Regions from separate parts of the Danio rerio genome. Here region 2 is linked to region 1. The links are chromatin contacts, called in public Hi-C maps. All regions are on one chromosome and are shown on one strand. The core of a region is the stretch at or near the end of the contact, and the rest is flanking DNA. Distances in the headings are between cores, read along the strand shown. Region 1 holds the start of fis1 (fission, mitochondrial 1). Region 2 holds the start of serpinh2 (serine (or cysteine) peptidase inhibitor, clade H, member 2).

Region 1 (4,789 bases), core at 2,267-4,766:
GCAGTGATGGAAAGAGTACTGAAAAATCATACTCAAGTACCATTACCTGCCTAAACTTGAAAGGAGGAGTAAAAGTATCTGTTGTAAATATTACTCAAAGTATGCGTAAAATGTAGAGCTTTCAAAAGTACTCAAGAGTAGCGAGTAGTAAGTGTCACGCTTTAAAAAGCTAATGTGTTTACATGTCATTTGTGGATGTGTGTACACGTAACATTCTGTAGTGCATTCCGTTATTGCCCAGCAGGCACACAACGCCAAAAGATGTTAATATTAGGTTAGAGTTAGGTCATGACGTCAGGTGACAAAAAAAATCAATGCATCTAAAGATGTTATTTTGATGTCCAATAATGATGTCAAATGACGTTGATACTTGGTTGATTTTAGGTTGTTATAAAGTCATCAACTGTCATATTGACGTCAAATACTGACATTTATACATCTGGTAAGGCAACCAAAATCCAACGTCTGATAGACGTGATAGTGGTAACGTCCACACAACTTCAAGCTGTAACATTCTCAACCTGACTTTCATTTCAAAATAAAATGCAACGTTCAAGAAGTTGGGATACAACGTCAAACTGACACCATGTTGACATCCTTTGCCTGCTGGGTGTTAAAGGCCATTTCGGTCATCATACAGTGCATCTAACCAGTCTCTGGGTCAATTCGTGTAAAGATTTTGAACTATCAATAAAACTACTTAGTAAATTACGATTTCTGAGAAAAACTACTCGATTACAGTAGTTTGAGTATTTATAATTAGTTACTTTACACCACTGGCTAGTAGGGTTTTAAAATTAATGAATGCATAATAATCGTGATAACTGTGATTATTCCTCAGACCAGAGACACAATATAAAAAAGTAGCACGAAAGCAAACATAAATTCAATGCACACTCATGTAGAATAAGGCTACCTGAATGTAATGTGAGAAAATGACACTGAATACAAATGATGAACTTTCCAGAAGGTTTTGAACACATCATTCATCACTTTTCTTAATTCCTCAATTCTTTCCACAGTTGCATTAAATTCTAGATAAAACACCAATCTGCCAGTTCTCGATTCTGTGAGTTGTTGACGAGTTCAGTTCGACTCGTGAATTGGCTAAATCGACTCTTTGAAAACATCCGACTCAAATAAACGACTCGATCAGCTAATAACTACGTACCAGTAATTATTAGCCCGTTTAAACTCGACGTGTCTTTGAACTAAAAGTACGCTAAAAGGCGCATGTTTTGTCACTGGTGATATGTTGGTGCTTCATATCCATCTCGTTCAACGAAAACGGCGACCAAAGCAGGTTAGTGTCGTTTATTCGACTGATTGGTGGAATTTGGAGGGGCGTCGCGTGCACAGGGAGGGGGGAGTGTGCATGCGCGTGCATGGCCAGCACACTCCCCCTGCATGTGCACGCGGCGCCCCTCCAAACTCCACTCCGCTGCTTCCCGTGGCCTTCAACCCACGGCCACAGCTGCCTTACCAAACATACAAACCCCCTTCAACTTCAAACAACACCATTAATGCTAAGTCAACCGAACCGAGCACTTAAAGCACTTCAAGCTCCTAATACACTGAGATGCGTTTGCTGCTCGCACACACACGCTGCCCTTCCCCTCCCAAGTTTGCATGAAACTTAATGCAACACCCATCTGCCATTAAAGCTTCAGACATTCAAGGAGAGACCGCGCACACACACACAGTTGCTGACCGTCTTTCTGGAGCTGTCGATGCGGTTGTACTGTCCAGTCGCCCAGTCGAACTCTACGGTCTTCACTTCGGATGCATGTGCAGCTGTTGGTGTTCTGTGCTCCTCCTCGAGAATCGTGTTCCGTTTTGACTGTTTTAGCGCTCTATCTCCCTCTCCAATGGTCGTTGCGTGTTGATGTCTAGTACGCTCTTGTTGTTTGTGTTTTAGGGAAGATGGCCGTCCTACTCGGTCATACCACGTGATCAGTGTCGAGTTTCTTTCAGAGGGGCGTGAAGAGAGCGACGCCTAGCGGAAGCTTGACAAGACTTCTGGACATGCACTTGTACAAAATAAAAGACAACGAAGGAATATCCCTACTAGCATTGCCTAATGATAAGAGGAAATCTTTATTCTTTAATAACTGGTTCAGTAATGTGGCGATATTAGTGAACCAGTTATTTGACAGTAATGGTATTTTTTTACTTATTCTGTCTGTATTTTTAATTTTACTGTAAGATATATGCTACTCTGCCCATATCCAAAAAATAATTTAATATTGTTTGCAAGGCCATCTCATGGGATTTGTATGCTTTTTAGAAATATTATTAATTTATTTATTTCTGTATGTCACTATAGTCCTGATTTTACTGTTGATGGATCCATTTGTTTCTCCACAAAAAAAAACAATCATAAAATCAGGTCTTGTCATCTCAAATCCTTCTTCTATTTCTTATTGAAACAACTTTTTTGATGATATTAAATGGTCGTATGTTTGGTCACTCCCTCAGAAATGTTTTAACAAATAAAATTAAAGAAATGTCTTTTAAAATTATGCATGGGTTTCATCCAGTTAAACAATTTTTACAAAAATGACGTTGACGTGTCTCGCTTTTTTTGTGAGACTTCTTCTGAGTCTGTTGCTCACTTGTTTAGGGAATGTCTCTTTTGGTGATTTTTCTTTAAGCTATAAATAAGCGCATACCTTTACTGATCATTAATTCATAATTACGGTAATGTTTAGTTTACGTATTAATTTGTCAGTATTCATGTACTGTTATTGTAAAGTGTTACCCAGTAATTGCAAGAGTTTAGTCATTATATACATTTAAATTCATTATATAAAAATAAGAACGCAAACAGAACTATTTCATTTTGTAATGACTTTAGTGTATGTACTGTTATTGATTCTTAAATGTCTTACCCTCAAGTTTATATCATGTTCTTTATTTGTTTTTTTCTTCTTCTCTTTTTCGCTCTCATATCTCTTTTTCATTGACAATGTAATTCATATTTTGGATAGTAAACAAATATTGCTACAAACTTGTGAACTGTTTTTTGCAAAAAAAAAAAAAGTTTTACCCAGTAAACTCTTCCGTTTCACAATCTCAGTCTTGCTGGTTGTATTTTTTATGAAACTGCATACACACGTTCATTACATTGCCTATTGTTTTACATTCTGTGATGGAAATTATATTTTTAACAGTTTGGGGGATTACGTATATATTTTTCTCTCCATTTTTTTTCAAGGCATTTAAAGTGAACTGAAATATACTATATAATATTACCATGATATCACAATAGTAAAGAGTAAATAATAGGAATGGGAATAGTAAAATATCTGTATGTTTATGTATGCTTTAAAATAAAATGTTTATGTTCAACAAACTGAAATTTGATTAGGTGAAACGCATAGCCTTTAATATATCAAAATAACATAGAACTCGATAACCACAGAATTCATTTAAACTAACGTTAATTAAAAACAGCGAGATAGATTGCTGCCTCACTATTAAAACGGTGTGTCGCAATCACTGACTTTTATTTTGACAACGCCCTGAACCTTCCAGTGTTTGGTTTCTCTGCGAAGATGGAGGCGGTTGTGTCAGACATAGTAGCACCAGAAGATCTAAAGGTATTTTAAAGCATTTTAATCAGTCTTTTCACTGCTGTGAATCAAAAATGACTTAGATATCGTCTTGATGAAACTGTTTTATATAGTGTAATCACCGTTGTCGGGTTTATACCAAGGCTTTCGACTGACGCACTTCTACTGTACACCCCAAAACAAAAATAATGGACATTATATATGATTTTCACTCATGTATCTTTAACTCATTGTGTTATTTTGACGATCTTTATTGACGAACAGTAAACGTACTGTTATAACATCTAACACTACGGGGTTTTGAGATATCTAATACACCTTTTTTATTAGTTTATGTTTGTATAATACGGTATATACTCCATAATATTAAAATGACTCCTATCGTGTCAAATACATAATTTTATTTTCTTTAAAATAGAAGACAAAGTGTAATTAATCAGTTTCCTGTAAAAGTTAGTCTACGTTTGTCTGCCAGGGGGAGCACATGATCCTGACATCATCATCATCATCCTACTGGTCGAATGGAGTGATTAGATCCACTGACATGACTTTTATTTTGCAGAAGTTTGAAAAGAAGTATAACGCAGAGCTGGTGAAAGGACCCGTTTCCAGAGACACTACTTTTGAATATGCCTGGTGTTTAATCAGAAGCAAATACACAAATGACATTGTAAAAGGCATTCAGCTTTTAGAAGGTCTGTGATTCAGCTTTTTTTGTTTGTTTTTTTGGTTTGTTACTGCCTGCTTGTTCGTGTTTGATAATTCACTCAAATGTTTTCTTTCACCAGAACTGGTTCACACAAGCAAAAAAGATGACCAGAGAGATTTTCTCTTTTACCTTGCTGTTGCAAATTACAGACTTAAGGTGGGTGATGAATCCTGAATCCATGTTTGGGATGATGTTGTCACTGATGATACATTCTTTCAGTTTTACTTGATTTGTCAAAACACTAAACCAGACTTTTATTTAAAATTTTAAAAACCATAACGCCATTTTTGAGAAAGCTCACCCAATTCATTAAACTATAAACACAATTCCCCTGCTTTGACACAAGAATTATTGTAAAATTGGTTTTATAATCGCACATTCACACTTATTAACTTTAGAAAAATATTCTTTGCAAGTTTTAAATATGGAAATCTTATTAGTAGCTTGGGTTGTCACGATACCATAAATTTAGGCCATGATACTATACCAGCAAAACAAAAGTATC
Region 2 (4,669 bases), core at 537-3,036, 430 kb before region 1:
GCAAAACATGCTGTCAAGTTACGGTAACAATAGACCTTATTTTACTCTTAAATTGGAAAAACCCCATTATAAATCTGGATGGAACTACCAACAAATTGGTCTTCTGCACTTTGACGTCATCTCTGCAGCCCTATTTACTTTATATTGACTACTTAATTGGTGCACCGAATTTAAAATAGAAAAATGTTTGTCTTCTCACTACATCTCGGAAGTTCCTTTCTTTTTAAAGTGTCAAACACTTAAAAACACTTTTTCTCACAGATTAAATCAAGTTTGATTCATAAAATCAAGTTTCAGCCAAGTCTCTCTTACTCTCTCTCATTTCTCAAATGTTAATTAGTCTAAACCCTAAGGACGATTTGTGGTCCTGCGAGGCCTCGGGACACCAGCCTCTTGAAGACTTGCCAAAAAACTTTTATTTAAATGTATTGCATTTAATTATACTGTTGGAAAACTTTCAAGTACTGTTTCCTCATCTATATGAATTTTACATTTACAGTGTCCTGCCTTCAGATGCTTCAGCTAAAGGCCCTGCAGGGACCCAGCCCAGAGTTCATCCATTGAGCAAAGTTTCGAAATGATTATAATAATTTGTTGCAATTTTATATACTTTAGTTACTAGTGTTTACCATATATACTATAACAACAATGAAAAACTAGATTAAAAGAAATGTAACAATATGATTTAAAATCTTTTTACGAAACTTTCACTTATAAATCTATATTGAGGTAAAGTTGGTTTTATATTCACATATTCACACATTTTAACAGTCTCTTCATTGTTTATCACACTATCCTTTGATTATTAGGTCTGAAAACACATGTAAATATGACTTTAAAACAACATTAGCACTATTTAATTGACTGTCAACAATATGATAGTCATTGGCTGCTAATATGATTTCCTTATTCAGAATTTACATATGATAGGCTATTTTTCTGAAATCATATTATTAAGGAGAAAGGTTAAATGTACGAAAATAAAACCAGCTTTACCCCAATAACATCAATGATATATGTGGTATTTTATTGAGGTAAAGTTGCTTTTATATTCACACATTCGTTGTGACAACTTGTGACATTCTTTCGATGTTGTTTACCATGATACTTTAAATATTTGGTCTGAAATCACATGTAAATGACTGCAAAACAACATACTTTATATTTGATATATGATTTCACCATTTATAATTCGCAAAGAATACTTCTGAGATTATATGATTAAGGAGAACGTCCGAGCGTGTGAATACAAAACTAACTTCAATTGGTATTTTGGCGTAAAATGGTTATACTATGATGTTTTTCCATAATAAATCCTCTTTTGGCAATAACCTCGACGTCAAATTCATTCCCCAGACTGTTGCGCCGCTGACAGGGCATTAAATAACGACCAAACGTCCTCACGGCCTGTATACAGTACATCATTAAAATCCTCTCGAACCTAAACCATAACCGAACAGCGTCCTCCGGAAATTTCACTTTATATCCAAGAGATCACAGAAAAGACCGAATAAACAAGCCCCTTAAATAACAGCAGACGTCGGAGAATATTACACAGGCGGAACAGTAGATGTTGATTTTTGCTCTTGCTGAGCGAGCGCAGCTGTTCCGTCTGCTCGGAGAACTGAGGGGCAAAAAACAAAGTGGAAGAAGTTCCTTGTTTGCGTGTACCGTTAATTAATTAAAGCTTCCTTCTTTCTTTCGGCTTCTTCTGCAGGTTTGAGCTGAAAGGAACTGACAGGGCAGGTTCAGACGTGGCAGAGGAGGGTCTTTTCACAGTTTGCTCACTTTTCCTCCAGCATAATTCGCTCTTTGTGATCTCAATCCGGGTATTTTTTCCTCTTTCCAGATATCTCGCACTTTCCACTAACCTCCATGTAGCAAATAACAACGCTTACTTGGTTGCTGAGTCGTTTTTTCTATTACTCTCTATTAGCGTTAGATAGCATAAAAAGCGTCAGTGTGCATTGTGATTTATTTTTTGATTTCCAAAATCGATATTTAAGCTGTTTTTTAGGTTTTTTGTAAGCAACCGGTTGATTCCCCTCAGCTGTAACTCGAGGAAACACGCAGTTGCTATAATAACCGAAAGGGGGCGCGCGCGGTCTACACCGCCACGGCCCTAACATAAGGTCGACTTGTCCCTTAATAGCATGTCATGTATCCGCATGTAAAAGCATTAAACACACTCCTCTTCGTCCTGGTTTACATTTGAGTATCCAGAATTATTACAAAACTACTGCTTTGTCATAATTCTCCAACATCCTCAGAGAAAACTTCGCAAAAAAATCAGCTAGGTAAAGTTCAAGATTAGTCAATAAGCAGATAGCACAAGCAGACAGAATCAATTGATGTTCAGATAGTCAAAGATGGAGGAAAAGGAGGATCAGACCTGGAGACAGACTCTCAGATCACGGCAAACACGCTGCAATACTAAACAGCCTGCTGGGACATGACAGTACATAGACTCTGCCAATTACTTCTCTAATCCACATCACACTCTCAGATAGTCGTCTACAAAGCACACTTCGGCGAATGCACAAGTGCCAGTCCCTCTAGGACTCTTTTTCTGATTTTTGCAGCCTCAAAATTACCTTCTCAAAATTTGCAGCACTATTTTCGGCACAGGGCTATATGAATAATAGATACAAATGATAGAAATATTGTGAATGTTGATATATCTAATATCTACATATCGCAGTGGTTTGTAATAAATGAGCAATTTAATCAGAGATTATGCTTGTGTGCCTGTCATTATCTGCAATTAGACGTAAAGAGGCATCTCTGAAACAAAGCAGAGAGGACATGCTGTTTTATTATTACTTTATTTATTTTATATAAATAAGACAGCAATGATGTAACACTCTGTTTCAAACGCGTTTGTTTATCTGAGTGTTCTTGATGTTTTCAGGCTGATTAAACTATACAGTGGAGGAAAGTGGTGGGGATATTTTATTTATTGCTGTTTGCATTGTTAAACTTTATGATTTGTTCTGTGTAACATTAAAAAGTTTTCTTCTGCTTTCTGAACTTGGGTCAAACTTTATTTTGATGGTCCATTTGTTGAATTTAGTTACATTGCATCTAATAGGCTGTTAGATTAAGGTTAGGGTTAGCGTTAGTTGACATGTACTTGCAAAGTTTCTTATAGTCAGTTAAATGTCTGTTGCAGGAGCGGTCTCAGCAGATATTCAGCAGACAGTTTACTAATACTCAAATGGACCATCAAAATAAAGTTTTACCTGAACTTGTAATTAGGCTGTTCATTTTTTTTTTTTTTGCCCAAAAAGAAAATATAATGTTGGTTAAAATATATTATATCTCTTAGGATAATGCATTATTTAGCAAGCATTATCACATTCAATCTTGTCTTTTTTTCCTTAATTTTTAAAATGTTTTATTTATACATTGTAAAACACATTACAAAAACAATATGCAAATACACTAAAGAGTATTTTGAGCAAAAGAAAATTATTACATAAAAAAAACTAGTGCAATATTACATACAGAACATACTGTACAGGTCTAGGAGTAGGAGTTGTGGACTCAATCAGAAGGAGCAGGATCAGGCTGAAGAGTTTGGACATGTTTGTGAAGAGGTTTCCACAGTTTAATGAAAATCGTGCTAGGTCGGTGAAGAGAGTACCTAATTTTCTCTAATTTCATAAAATAAAGAACCTTTCTCATCCAACAAGTGTAAGAAAAAGAGTAAGGGCTCTTCCAGTTCAGAATAATTAACCGCCTAGCCAGAAGGATTAAAAAGGCTACACAGTCTACAAAATGAGAGGGTAAAATGTGGCCGGGTGGAAGAACCCCAAATAAACCAATAATTGGACAAGAATATCAACATTGGTAATTGCAGACAACGAGAGGAACATTTGCCTCCAAAAAGAAAGCAGGAAAGGACAGGACAAAAATATATGCATTAAAGTAGCTAAACCAGAATGACACCTGTCTTTACTTCATTTTTTGGCCTCAAGAATTATTGAGCTCAGTAATTTACAGTGTATACAAATGTAAACACTGAATACAAAGAGAGAAACTTAAGCTTTACCTTTTTACGATGTATCATTTTGATAAACAAAGATTTATTTTGATTATTTTGTGTCCTTTATTGAAAAACTAATCCTCTACATTAGCAAAATGATTAGTTTTAGTAAAACACATGCTAATATAAATGTATATAATATCATGTATTTGTTCGATTAATCAGCATTGTAGGCCTTTTGCATTGCATTATGTTTTTCCCACTACAATTAAAATGTTAAAGCTTTTTTAGGAGATTTAGATAAATAAATTAGATTTATAAGTATTTTATGCAAGTAGTCTGCTGTATTGTGAAAATATATAAAATTTTCATGATGGTCAATGTGCACTTACAGTTGGAGTGGTAATGCGGTCATTCACAAACTGAGAGCAAAAGGTTTAGCAATCAATTTAATGCACTTGAAGTGGGCTTTGGCTGAATGCCATTGTAATATTGTCACATGACACAACTAATAAGGATGTTAAAAAATTTCGGCAATTAAAAAAAAAAATTCTCTAACTTTTGCATTTGCTTAATTTTGCATTAAATTCTGCAATCACAGGATCCTAAAGGGACTGAAGTGCATGCTAGGCATGGGCTGGTATGTTCTGACGGTAGGATAATCTTGGACAAATAAAATCA

Evidence for each region. Hi-C and Micro-C count contacts between places; a contact is called where the count stands out from the background.
Region 2: a Hi-C map of an unstated tissue shows a contact between it and region 1, with 2.2 times the contacts expected there. The contact joins the promoter of serpinh2 here to the promoter of fis1 in region 1. A contact is called at or near these places in 1 of 18 Hi-C or Micro-C datasets (an unstated tissue) and 1 of 4 datasets of contacts at active chromatin or transcription factors (embryo).

Annotation. Positions count from the first base shown.
Region 1 is chr7:20,826,209-20,830,997 of GRCz12tu, reverse strand. fis1 (fission, mitochondrial 1) reads left to right here and starts at 3,516. Exons shown (of 5, transcript NM_001310843.2): 1 at 3,516-3,602; 2 at 4,138-4,270; 3 at 4,364-4,440. The coding sequence starts at 3,558. It overlaps gigyf1a (GRB10 interacting GYF protein 1a), which reads right to left and starts at 1,938. Exons shown (of 27, transcript XM_073908366.1): 1 at 1,712-1,938.
Region 2 is chr7:21,250,033-21,254,701 of GRCz12tu, reverse strand. serpinh2 (serine (or cysteine) peptidase inhibitor, clade H, member 2) reads right to left here and starts at 1,786. Exons shown (of 5, transcript NM_001017564.1): 1 at 1,672-1,786. It also overlaps a transcript of efnb3b not described here.